Linked DNA regions of Mus musculus: all the other regions are linked to region 3. Evidence: chromatin contacts called from public Hi-C and HiChIP or PLAC-seq data. All regions are on one chromosome and are shown on one strand. Each heading gives the region's core, a stretch centred on a gene start, on an enhancer-like site or on the middle of the called end of the contact. The rest is flanking DNA. Distances are from core to core; before and after follow the strand shown. Region 1 overlaps Gm40085 (predicted gene, 40085). Region 2 has its middle 12 kb from the start of Gm40084. Region 3 has its middle 30 kb from the start of Cd1d1.

Region 1 (4,040 bases), core at 833-3,332, 470 kb after region 3:
CTCCCCAGCAGCTCTCACCTCTCAGCTAGGAGTGCAGGCTCAAGATCCCCTCCCTACTCTGTGCTGGATAGTTCACTGGCTTGGTCTCGTGCAGGTCTCGTGTAGCCACAATAGCTGCTATGTGTTCATGTATGCAGTAGTCCCTCCCGCTGTGTTCAGAAGACATTGCTTTCCTCTGCTCCTCCTTGACTGATGGCTCTTACGATCTTTCTGCTCTCTCTTCTACAATGACTCTGGAGCCTTGGGGGTGGGAGTGGACGACGTCTCAGTTGCTGAACACCCAACTTATCCCTGCGCTTCAGTTGTGAGGTTCTGCACTAAGCACTGGTCACTGCACCGTGAAACTTCTCTGGTGAGGTTCAAGAGATGCTCTGATCCATAGATATGGAGCTATGGATTTAGAGCCTGTCCCTATCTTATAGGAGGAAGTGGCCATCTGCTCCTAAAGCAGAAGGGAAAACATGCGAAGAGAGTTCGTTGCTCTCCGGCACAACAGCACCATTGTGGAAGTCACAAGAATAATTTTAACAGTATGATTCCTACCAGAAACTCTTTAACTTCCTTTCAATGGCCTTAAGAAAGAATTAGGAACTACTCATGTAGTCCCGCAGGGTGGGGCTGAGGTTAGGGTTACAATATTATAGTGAAAGACCTTTCTAACACAATGTTTTCTCCTTCGCTGTCCCACACGTTACCCATGTTCTCAAATATCTATGTCCCCTGAGTGTAATCTAAAGCCACTCGGGATCCAGACAAAGTAATCCATTTCCCACTCCTACTACTAAACTGTATAATCCTAAACAGATCTGTGACCACCAATGATTCTGGCAAATGAAGGCTTCCCTGAAGATCTGCTGGGCAGATGAAGTAAACGGGTTGTAAAAGCTGCTTCCACTTCCAGGAACAGATGTGCTGAGCCACAGGCATGCAATATTGCCACCTTGTGGCTTCTCACAGAATTGCCCAAAAGGCAAACATTCCTTGGAGGTCCAAAAGGAACCTTACTAGGGGTGTGGGGAGTGCAGTCTAGAGTTGTGATGAGATTCAGAGCTATGATTATAAGAAGCCAGTCGGTATCACAGGAAGAGACTGGCCTCTACCAACCACCATAAAACTGATTTGGGGAGTTGTTGTTTTGTTTGGACAATTATCAGCTCTTTGGCCCCCAAAGACAAAATTATCTAAATATACATTTTACAGTTGAAAGGAGAAGATAACAGTTCCTACAGTTTGTTCAAACACTCGTGATTATCGGCTGCCCTTCATATTGTTCTTGCCCCTCTTTCCTATTCCAGATTCCCAAGAATAGAATGTGCCTGACTCCCACAGTACCCTGTAGATCTGGCCAATCATCTCAGTTTTCAGTGGAGCCATGGAATATGCTCCCAATACCCTCCATCTCTTAGAAGAACAATCTCAGGTTCCAATCTCGTCCCCGGTGCTTCAGATCCAAACCTCCAAAATTTCACATTATTTAGTAACAGATTTGGTGGCACGCTCCTGACAAACTCAAGTCAAGAACCCCCGAGGAGAATGGCAGACTAGAAGACGTTTCTACGCCACCCTTTAAATGAGAAGAGCCACAATAAGAAAAATAGACACTTCTGAAGAGAAAGAAAGAAGAAACGTTTTAAAATGCACCAAAATAGTGTTAAAATACCTGGAAAGTGGGGAGGAAAGACAGGTAACGCATGAGAAACAGCCAACGTAAACACAGACCAGCAGCATGGCTGTGGTGTGGACAGGGTGAACAGACTTCTCATAAGCTAAAGGAAGCTGCCCTGGTGAGAGAAAACTGGCCGTCCTGCCCTCAGAGCAAGTCCTCAGCCCTCACAAGCCTGAAAACCAGTGGCAGCTTTTGTGAGACAACCATTCCTCCGGCACTGAGAGAGGAAGCACACCCAGCAGCTGCGTGCGCCTCAGAGCGGAAGTGACCCGGTTTGAATGAGAAGGTCTCCCACAGGCATGTGGATTTGAACTCTTGGACCCCAGATGCTAGCACATTTGGAGAGGTTATAGAACCGCTAAGGTATGGAACCTTGCTGGAGAAAGCGCGCCCCTAGAGATAGGCTTCGTTAAGAGTGTAGCCTGCTTCTAGTTTACCCTCAGCTTTCTGTTTGAGGTTGAGGATTCAATCATCCCCGCTTCCTGTTCTGGCCCCTCAGCCTGCCGTGGACTCTGCCTTTGGAACCAGAAGCCAGAATCGGCATGTTGTTCCTAAGTGGCTGCTGACTGGCCATGCCATTTTCCTCACAGCAACAGAAAAATGTCTGATCCAGACGTTGGTACAAAAGAGTGGGTACGGACAAAATAAAAAAAAAACAAGTGAAGAACTTGACCATGTCCTTTAGAGCAGTGTGGAAGGCTTGGGAGGACTGGACTAGAAAAGTGGTAAGATGCTCTAAAAAGAACGTAACGGCCGCTCTAGCTGGAGCTTGGAAGACAACAGTGCTGATCGTGCAGATGGTAGAGGCATGCTCACAAGAGGCGAGCAACATTAGCAATCGTGCCAGAGACAGTTTCTATATGCTGGCAAAAAGTCTGACTGTTTTCTGCCCGCACCCCTGAGAATGCACAGAAGGCTGAATTTCAAGTCATGAACCAAGTTTTGGCAGAGAAAGTCTCAAGCAACATAAGGTCGAATCCGTGAAATGGGCATTATTAATAACTCTTAGGCAGGTCTACAGTGAAAAAGAGCAAGCAGGATCATCATGTACAAAATGTGTAGTTATGAGGAGAAAAACTCTAGCAAGCTTAATGTGGCTCCCAAGGTATGATCTAGAAATGAAGCTGTACTGTTAAAGGGCTCCGCGCTGTGCCGTGCAGGAGAGGCATCCTGCCCTGTACTGAAGCAGAAGGAAGTGTGCCCACACAGAGAGGCCCCACCCAGCTAAACTTCAGATTTGTCAAGGACAAAGCCTAAGGGCTGCTTTGTCCTGGAAAGCAACATTGCTTCAACATAGGATGACTGCTTAGCATGTGGTTTAAAGGTGGGAGGCTCCCTCCCAAGCTGGCAGCCAAACTTAGCATCTATCTGATACTGGCAATAAAGGCAGGGGAGACACGGGACATGGAGCTGCAGAAAAGCACAGGATTAGGGGTGGAGGCCGTCCTATCAAGACCACGGTGCTGTAGTTGGCCGCTTCTCATTCTCTCACTTCACGCTCCCCCTCCCTCCGAAGCTCATCTCTAGACAGCCACTCCCTTTACACAGACAGCCTCTGGTAACTCTCCTAATTGCTCTCCCACTTCCAGACCTGATCACAGACCCCCGCCAACTCAGGCTTCCTCTCCTAACTGAGCTCATTTTGAAGGGTAATTTTGTATCAGCTCCTTTCCTAGATCAACCTACCTCCCCCAGTCATCCCTGATTCATAAAAGATGAGGGGTAACCCTGGGAACGGAAGACCTCTTTCTCACACCTCCAGGAGGAGGCCATCAAAGCATCAGAAGGCTGATCTGTGTACAGATTCCGTTTCCCAGAAAGCCCCCTCCCTCACTGTGACCTTACACAGCTGAAGATGAAGCTTTTCCTGGCTTTCTGTGAAAAGTCCCGCATTTACTACTTTTTGCTGGTGATAAGTACTTTACAAAAACAACTTAAATGTTGCAAGGCTGCATTCCTTCACAGTTCCAGCCCCAGTCCCTCTGGGGAAAGGCATGGTGGCAGGAACTGATGATTCACCTGTGTCTACAGTCCGGGGCTGAGAGCAGTGAACTCTGGTGTATTCAGTTCAGGACCCCAGCCCATGAAATGGTGCTGTTCACATTTAGGGTCGTTCATTCCACCTCAATGGACTGAATTTATAAAATCCCTCCCAGACACACCCAGAGGTTTGTCTTTTATGTGATTTTAGACCCTATCTAGTTGACAGCAATACAAAGAACCCTAGCCACTAATCCCATTCATGGGGCCTCATCCAACTGTGACCTCACATCCCAAAGGACCCACATCCAACACCCTCCACACTGGAGATCATGTATGAATATGGGGGTAAAACAATGTATATCAATTAGCAAATTTTCAAATACCATTACTT
Region 2 (3,916 bases), core at 804-3,303, 390 kb after region 3:
CTGTTTCTGGCTAACTGTTCTCATTGACTGAAGTATGTTACCCAGGGTTATAATTTTGTGCTTAAAAGCTCACATGCAAAAGGATTGGGGCTATACTGGGATCCCAAACACCCAATGTAGTCTCCGAATAGCTAATAAAACTTTCTATTGGTTTAAACTAGTGTCTGAATAGTTTTCTCTGGTGAGTACCCCATAACACTACCCGTCGGGCTTCAGAGTAGACAACAGAATCTACTCATTTGTGAGGAGACAGATTTACTGCAGGATATCAAGGAGGAGACTAGAAAGGTTGACACCAAACAAGGCCTCCAGGTTCAACTCTGAGGATCAAACAGAGCTAGCAAGCTGGCTCCAGACCCTTACGACTCCTGCTGCCATTGGGAATGCTCTCGGACATAAAGGCCATCATCAGCCTACAGAAACTCAGAAGAACAAATCCACCCATCTCTGCCATCCAGCTTCCTGGAGACCCAGAAGGCCACAACATATTACACCAAGCCCTCGCCTGAGTCTCTCTTTAGTGGAATAGAGGCTATGTGCAGAGACCTTGGCTTACTGAGCAAGAGGTCACTCTAAAAGGAAGTTGAGTTATTTTAAAAATAGGCACTTTTCAGTATTTGACACAGAATCCATTTTAAATTGTGTGTTTGTGAATACATGTGTGTCTCTGCACACACACTTCTGGCATAACTAGGAAAAATGGGAGACAGGAGTGTGTCAAAGTGGTGTCTGGATTGTGTGTGTGTCCTTCTGTATTCTATAACTCTCTCCCCTGACACCTATAGATTGTTTGCCCGTTTCTACTTCCAGTCTCTATTCAAACGCTGCTTCCCCAAGAGGTTTCCTGCTCCCATTTGATTCGAGGCATGCCCCAGGCCCTACCAAGCTCCCCCACCTGTTTCCATATTTCTCTGGGCACTTCTCACCCTCTGACATTATTTTATGTTGATTGTCCTACCTAAAATTAATCTCTCCGAGGACAGGGGCCTTTACCTGCCAGCTTCTCTCACACGTCCCCAGTGAATCTTTCAGAGGCCAAGATATGGCAGGCACTGAAGCAACAGCAGTGAGATATGAGGCTTATGTGAGGCAGAGAGTGTCAGGAGGTGAAAACTCTACTCTATAAACTCAAGTATTTGTAATATCCCATTCATATTTTATAAAGCAACAAATGTTTATTGACATTTAACAGGTCTAACAGATAACCCCAGAGATCTTGGGGTTTCCAGGCTAAAGGGAGACCAGTCTCCTCCTATCTGACAATCCTGCCATCAGCTTCCCAAATTCTCTGCAAAAGCAGAGACAGGATGGCAAGTGACCCAGGAGGCTGTGGGGCCAGCACTGAACATGGCACACATGCATTCCTCATATAGTCCACCAGCCGGAGCTCTACCACAGTCCTTTGCCTAACTCAGGGGAGGGAGATGACCTGGTTACAGCCCATGAAGCAAAGGCTGCCAGCCTGGACAGCACTACTATAGTTTAGCCAAGGGAAAATTTCAAGGACATTTTCCAAGAGCTTATCACTCCCAGAAGAAAGAGTTGACATATGGAACCAGAAAAATCTGAATTCAAATTTAGGCCACCCTGAACTATGCGACCTTAGTGGTTATTCAAGCGCTCTGACCTACATTCCAACTCTGACGAACTGAAATTGCTAAAGAATTCAATTAACTTGAATTCAGAAACTTGTATTGAATGTGTGCAACTTTAAGTGCAGTACGTGGAACATAGGAACATTTAACAAATGCTAACCATTAGGAAGAAGAGGGAGGAGGAGACAAGAGCGAATAGAAGCAGTAAAAGAATGAAGTTATAAACATAGGCGCAATAAAGGTGGGCTAGCGAATATTCCTAAAGGCTTTTAACAGAGATAGATGCTGTGTAGAAGCATGAGAGAGCAGGTGTGTCCCAGAAATCACAAGATTTCTAGTAGTACATTTACATAATAAAATTAGTTTCCTGGAAATCACTCAGCCCTGAAAGATTAGAAACAAAGAAACTCTAACGTGCTCAGGAGCTGTGTCCTGAAAATACAGGAAGCCACCAGCATCTTAAAGCTATGCGTTCAGCTCACTACACATTCAGCTCAATCTACAGACGGCCTTTCTGGGAGCTGTAGAGCGATGACTCTGCATAGCTGGTGATAGGGAGGGTTGGCTGCTATCACTGCTATCTGGGTTCGGGGAGCAAGGCCAGAGCCACAGGTGTGCTGGATGGAGGGGTGTGACACTCAGTTCAAAGACAGCTGGGAAGACCGTTGTTGATTGAACGTTATCGAGGAAGTCTAGGATGATAATCCCAGATACTTGTTTTGGGCAGTCAGGCAACAATGATACCTCAAATGCATTGAGCAAAGCAGACCCAAAAGCCTATTAGCCACTTTGTGGTCTCCACAATTGTTCTTCATGTTGCTCTTTATTCACCAAAATCTAACATTCTAAATATGCTCCCAAGACAATTAATTCCCTGTAGATCATCACTTTGTGATCTTAATCTTTTCCTTTTAAAGGAATTGTGTATATATATATATATATATATATATATATATATATATATATATATATATATATATATATTGCAACTCTTCGCCACCGGTACTTTCCAATCAAGCCACAGTCTCCTTGTCTCCACAATCTTTGCAGGTTGTGTATCTCACAGCCTTCTCCCATGTGTCATCTTCTGTCAGCTCACAGCAGTCCATCCCAGACGACAAAGCACAAGCCGAGAGGAGATGTATGAACATCCCCTACCCAAATGTTAGTTTAAAAGCCACAGGAAGAGGAACCCCAAGATAAATATAGCATCCATGTTTATGCAAACATAGGCTGAGTTATCACACTTCCCAGAGGCATGGGAAAAAATAACACCCCAAATATTTACATGAGTTCTGGGAAAGAATAAAGTCTCAGACCAGTGGCTTCTCGTTTTTTACTCTTTTTCCCCCTGGCTTAAATATTAGAATTTCCACTAGAAAAAGAGGTTAGTTGATCTGCACAGGGTCTCTTTCTAAGAGCACAGCTATATCAGAAGCCAGAGTTCTACCCAGAAAGCTACTTCAAAAGAGAGAGTAAGATGATCATGAAAACTGACTGTTGTACAATGAAAGACAAAATCCTTGTTCAAAGCTCAAGGCGAAACAAGCAGGCAAGAGTGCCAAGATCTAAGCCTTTGTCTGTCTTTTGTGGACTCTCCTTTGACATTTTCTATTTGCTAACTAATGTCATCCTAAGAAAAACCACAATTTTAAAATATGAATGTGAAAACTCCTGCTCTCCCTTATATTTCCCAGTACTAACATTACCTCTCAGGGTAAGAGTGTCTAGTTCATAATATGGAATTGGCAAAATGAGACAGTCCCTATATACTGTTTACTGCAGCTTGTAAACACATATGCACTATTCTTATTAGAACAATGGAAACACAACTTTTTAAAAATATATGTTTCATCCATTAACAATGTATACATTCTACCAATAGTTATTAAGAAATGAGAAAGAGCTGAAGGTTAAAGCAGCCACAAATGCTTCCTCTCCCTTCCTCCTGATTTACCAGACTGACTGTTTAGTTAACATAAGGAATAGAAATGACAGCGGTAAGAATATTCTTCATGGTGGCGCTTTTCAGAATAACACTGTCTTCTTTATGCAAGAAACACAAGTTCTGTTTCAAGTGGAAAGTACAGCTCCTTGGGGGCTGCCAGTCACCCATGTTATACCAACTTTAAACTTGCTTTGAATTCCCTGACCCCTCTATGGAAGATGGGTGTACCTGGACACCTGTATTCAGAGGACATCTGTACTAGTGCTTTTCTCAATGGTGTGGTAAAGTTCCAGAAAGGAACAACTTATGGGATTTTAGCTCATGGTTCCAGGGGATACCATTCACTGTGGCAGGGAAGGCATGAAGGGTTAGG
Region 3 (3,706 bases), core at 135-2,634:
TTCTAATTGTTCCTCAGCTAGGGGTGGGATTTCACATCCAGAGGTCCCACCCTCTATTTTGGGTCTCCGGCTGGCTGGAGTTGACAACAGGGCTTGTGGGTGCTGCTAGGTTATATGTGCATCTGCCTTGTTGTCTGGAGAATACTGTTTTCTTCATGTTAGCACCACTTCTGGCTCTTAGAATCTTTCTGTCCCCTCTTCTGCAAAGACCCCTGAGCCTTGGGGTGAGCTACAGATGTCTAATTTGGGGCTGAGAATTCTATAATCATTTGTTCTCTGTATGTCAGCCTCTGGGGTAATAACCATCTATTGTAAGGAGAAACGTCTCGATGAGGGCTGACAGACGCTCTGACGAAGGGGTATACCAGCAAGTCATTGTAATACTACGACTAATGGAGCCATGGTATTGGGTTCTTCGTGTCTTGTTCCATTGCTGAACTGTTGTTCATATCTAGAAGTTCTCTTGTGGAGTTTTGGGGACTTGTACTTATGTATAAATTATCATGGGGATAATTTGATCTCTTTTGCAACTTGTAGCCCTTGACAATCATCCTTCCTTGCTTGTCTTATTACACTAGCCAGTGCAGACTATATTGGAAAGGTGTGGATTCGTCTGTCTTAATTTCAATGGCATTGCTTAGGACAATGTTGACTGTGTGTTTGTCATAGAAACACTATTATGTGGGCACATGTTCCCTTCAGTCTTACTTCTCTAGGACTTTTATCAGGAAGGCATGCTGGATCTTGTCAAGGGCTTTTCACGTGTTTATTGAGATGATCTTTACATTTAAATACATCTATAGGACTTATTACTATTGACTTATATTTATTTATTTATTTATTTATTTATTTTGGTTTTTTTCGAGACAGCGTTTCTCTGTATAGCCCTGGCTGTCCTGGAACTCACTCTGTAGACCAGGCTGGCCTCGAACTCAGAAATCCGCCTGCCTCTGCCTCCCGAGTGCTGGGATTAAAGGCGTGCTCCACCACGCCCAGCTCGTTGACTTATGTTTATTGAAGCATCCCTGCATCTCCATGACAAAGCTCAGTCGACCATGGTGGATGATGGGATGATATGAGCTTGTATCCAGTTTACAAGTGTTTTATTGAAGTTTTTAATTAAAAAAATTATTTTATTACTTACACACTTATGTGTAGAATGTTTTGCTTGCGTGTCTGTGTACATGCCACACAGATACTCATGATGGTCAGAAAAGACCACCAGATTCCCCAGGACTGGAATTTCTGCTGTCAGTGCCTGTCCCCCCACCCCTTTTTTTCTTTTTACATTTTTTTCATATTCTTGCTTGAGTGATCTACTTCCCCTATTTTATCTTGGTATTGTATCGTTGACTTGACCCATTGTATTTAAAAGTTGTTCCCCTGAGTTTTCTAATTGGGATGTTGAGTTTTTCAGTTTCATTTTTGGTTTCAGCTTGAGTTCTCTTCAGTGTTTCTTCCAAGAAGAAGTTTTAGAATGATACTCCTTTGTCTACCTTAAGGGGAAAAAAATGACCATATCCTTTTTTTAAAAAAAAAACTGAGTTAGTTTTCTGGGGAGAAAATTAACTTCAAGGCCACGGTAGACTCACTGTTAACTGTTTGCTCTCTGTAGTTGTGGAAAACACCATGTCCAAAAGAGACTTAGGAAGGAAGGAAATGGTTCATTAGGCTGAGGGGTTACAGTCCATCATTGAAAGAAGCTAAGACAGATGCTTGCAGCAGAACCACAGAGGAGTGCTGCTTACTCGCTCGCTCTGCTCCCTCTCTTATACAGCCCAGTCCCACATGCCAACACCCATGACATTGCCCTCAGTTATCTAGACTTGCCTACATCACTTAGCAATCCAGAAAACACCACGGGCTGATTTGATGAGGGAGCCCCTCGACTGGGATGGCCTCTTCCCAGGTATGTCTGGGTTTGTATCAAATCGACAAAACGAACCTGCACACTAACCCGACCTTCCAGACATATGGTATCATCATGCCCCTTTACCGCCACACTCACATGCACGTTACCCCAGTCATTTCCAACCAAGAGCTCTTCCCTTAAAAACTGTCTGCTTTTACTTAGTTCTCAGGGTTGTGCTCAGCCCAGTGGGAATACAGGTGCCTTGTGGGTTCTGGGCTGTGCACTCTGCATCTCAAAGGGAAAGTCGTTCTTTCACTTCACCTTGGCCCCTTGGGACAGAGAGGGTGGTGTTCGTCCCTTCCACCAACGGGAGATCACTTTAGTCAGGGCTCCTGCCAACTTTTTCCAGGACTGGTGACAGTGATGGTTTTTATAGGTGGATGAAGAGATAGAATTGAAAAGCCCTGTGGCCAAGGGGGAAGATATGCATTCACCACTGGCAGGCGAGGATCTGTTTAGCTTTCTTCCAGAGCTGACTCCCCCATGACTTCTCAGGCTAGCTTTCCTACCTCGGAAGGAGTGGGGATAAGAACCATGTATACTGGTGGGTGTGGTTTCTAGACATCACTCCACAATAAGTCTGTACAGGCATCGACACTCCTGTCTTCCCCTACACATTTCTTTTGGGCCTACAGATGCTCTTATTGTGCAATGTATCGAAGAGTCGGTGTCTTAGTTAGGGTTTTAATTACTGTGAAAAGACTCCATGACCAAGGCAACTATTATAAAGGAAAACATCTAATTGGGGCTGGCTTACAGTTTCAGAGGTTCACTCCACTATCATCATGGTGGGAAGCACTACCGTGTCCAGGCAAACATGGTGCTGGAGAAGGAGCTGAGAGTTCTACATCTTGGTCCAAAGGCATCAGAAAGAGACTGTGTCCTACCCTGGGCAGAGCCTGAACATAGGAGACCTCAAAGCCCACCTACAGGGTGACACACTTCCTCCATCAAGGCCATGCCTAGTCCAATGAGTATAGTGCCACTCCCCATGGGCCAAGCATTCAAACCCATGAGTCTGTAGGGGCTTTACCTATTCAAACTACCACAGAGCATATAAAAGGATTCTAAGATGTAGAAGAATCATGGGAGGAAGTAATGCACGTGCTGAGAGATACAGGATAAGTGGGGCATGAAGCAGATGATCTGTGGGCGTGGTGGCAGGAACAGGTAACAGGTAACAGGGTAACGGGGTCACAGCAGAAAAGAGAAAGATAGTTAGCAGCTCTGTGCCTCAGAAAGTGACTGTGACAACAGCAAGGGCTGGAAAACCCCGTGGGCACTGACAAGCAAAGGAAGAGCAGCACTGGGAACGGCAGATCTCTGAAGTGTTTCGGGAAGTGTATCCCTTCGTTTATTAACGATGTGAGTGACTTAACTCCAGACCTGGCAGTTCCGTAACTTCCAGGGACAATAATCCATCGTCCCACAATACAGCTTAGCCACCTTCTTCTATACTCAAGGACGTCCACAAACTCCCTCATTCCTTTTGCACCCTGTATTCCCCTCAATGTCCATCATTTGGAGCTAAATGACAAGGCAGACAGGCTGCATTGTAAGCGTATGGACAGCAGGTGGCAGCAAAGGTCAGTTAGCATAGTCCTTGTATAGCAGCTGGTAGCCAAGTGCTCCCTTGTGAAATCAAGTTGCCCATGTAAGTCAGTCCCTATGCCCATCTGACACATACAGTTTTGGAATTGTAAAAATATTACACCTCAATTCTGTGTTGGCTCTTGAGTGTGGTCTCGACTCTAACGACAGGGCATTATTGGCACTATAGAGCTAAAGCGGAGG

What was found. A called contact is a pair of places that touch in the nucleus more often than the background predicts. HiChIP or PLAC-seq counts read pairs in DNA pulled down with a chosen protein or histone mark.
Region 1: a contact with region 3 is called in a Hi-C map of pro-B cells, with 8 times the contacts expected there. The contact joins two enhancer-like sites. A contact is called at or near these places in 7 of 39 promoter capture datasets (the C10 cell line, embryonic stem cells, frontonasal cranial neural crest and 3 more), 8 of 15 datasets of contacts at CTCF or cohesin (the NIH/3T3 cell line, embryonic stem cells, hippocampal excitatory neurons and 3 more), 155 of 484 Hi-C or Micro-C datasets (the 3T3-L1 cell line, 3T3-L1-derived adipocytes, the 4T1 cell line and 70 more), 20 of 115 datasets of contacts at active chromatin or transcription factors (PVALB interneurons, astrocytes, bone marrow-derived dendritic cells and 10 more) and 1 of 9 other capture datasets (embryonic stem cells).
Region 2: a contact with region 3 is called in an H3K27ac HiChIP or PLAC-seq map of large pre-B cells, with 2.8 times the contacts expected there. The contact joins two enhancer-like sites. A contact is called at or near these places in 17 of 39 promoter capture datasets (the 3T3-L1 cell line, 3T3-L1-derived adipocytes, cranial neural crest and 9 more), 1 of 15 datasets of contacts at CTCF or cohesin (the NIH/3T3 cell line), 6 of 484 Hi-C or Micro-C datasets (embryonic stem cells, myocytes and palatal mesenchyme), 2 of 115 datasets of contacts at active chromatin or transcription factors (embryonic stem cells and large pre-B cells) and 1 of 9 other capture datasets (embryonic stem cells).

Annotation. Positions count from the first base shown.
Region 1 is chr3:87,498,374-87,502,413 of GRCm38.p6, forward strand. The region is part of intron 1 of Gm40085 (predicted gene, 40085); the gene reads right to left. It also overlaps a transcript of Fcrl5 not described here. Among named protein-coding and RNA genes, the nearest start is that of Gm40085, 12 kb to the right of the region's middle. Within about 2 kb of position 2,083, at least 61 of the 459 cell types and tissues checked have an H3K27ac peak or open chromatin away from gene starts, as enhancers often do. A contact at or near this core is called in the 63-12 cell line and pro-B cells, where this site is marked.
Region 2 is chr3:87,421,203-87,425,118 of GRCm38.p6, forward strand. No RefSeq gene overlaps it. Among named protein-coding and RNA genes, the nearest start is that of Gm40084, 12 kb to the left of the region's middle. Within about 2 kb of position 2,054, at least 10 of the 459 cell types and tissues checked have an H3K27ac peak or open chromatin away from gene starts, as enhancers often do.
Region 3 is chr3:87,027,562-87,031,267 of GRCm38.p6, forward strand. No RefSeq gene overlaps it. Among named protein-coding and RNA genes, the nearest start is that of Cd1d1, 30 kb to the left of the region's middle. Within about 2 kb of position 1,385, at least 6 of the 459 cell types and tissues checked have an H3K27ac peak or open chromatin away from gene starts, as enhancers often do. A contact at or near this core is called in the 63-12 cell line and pro-B cells, where this site is marked.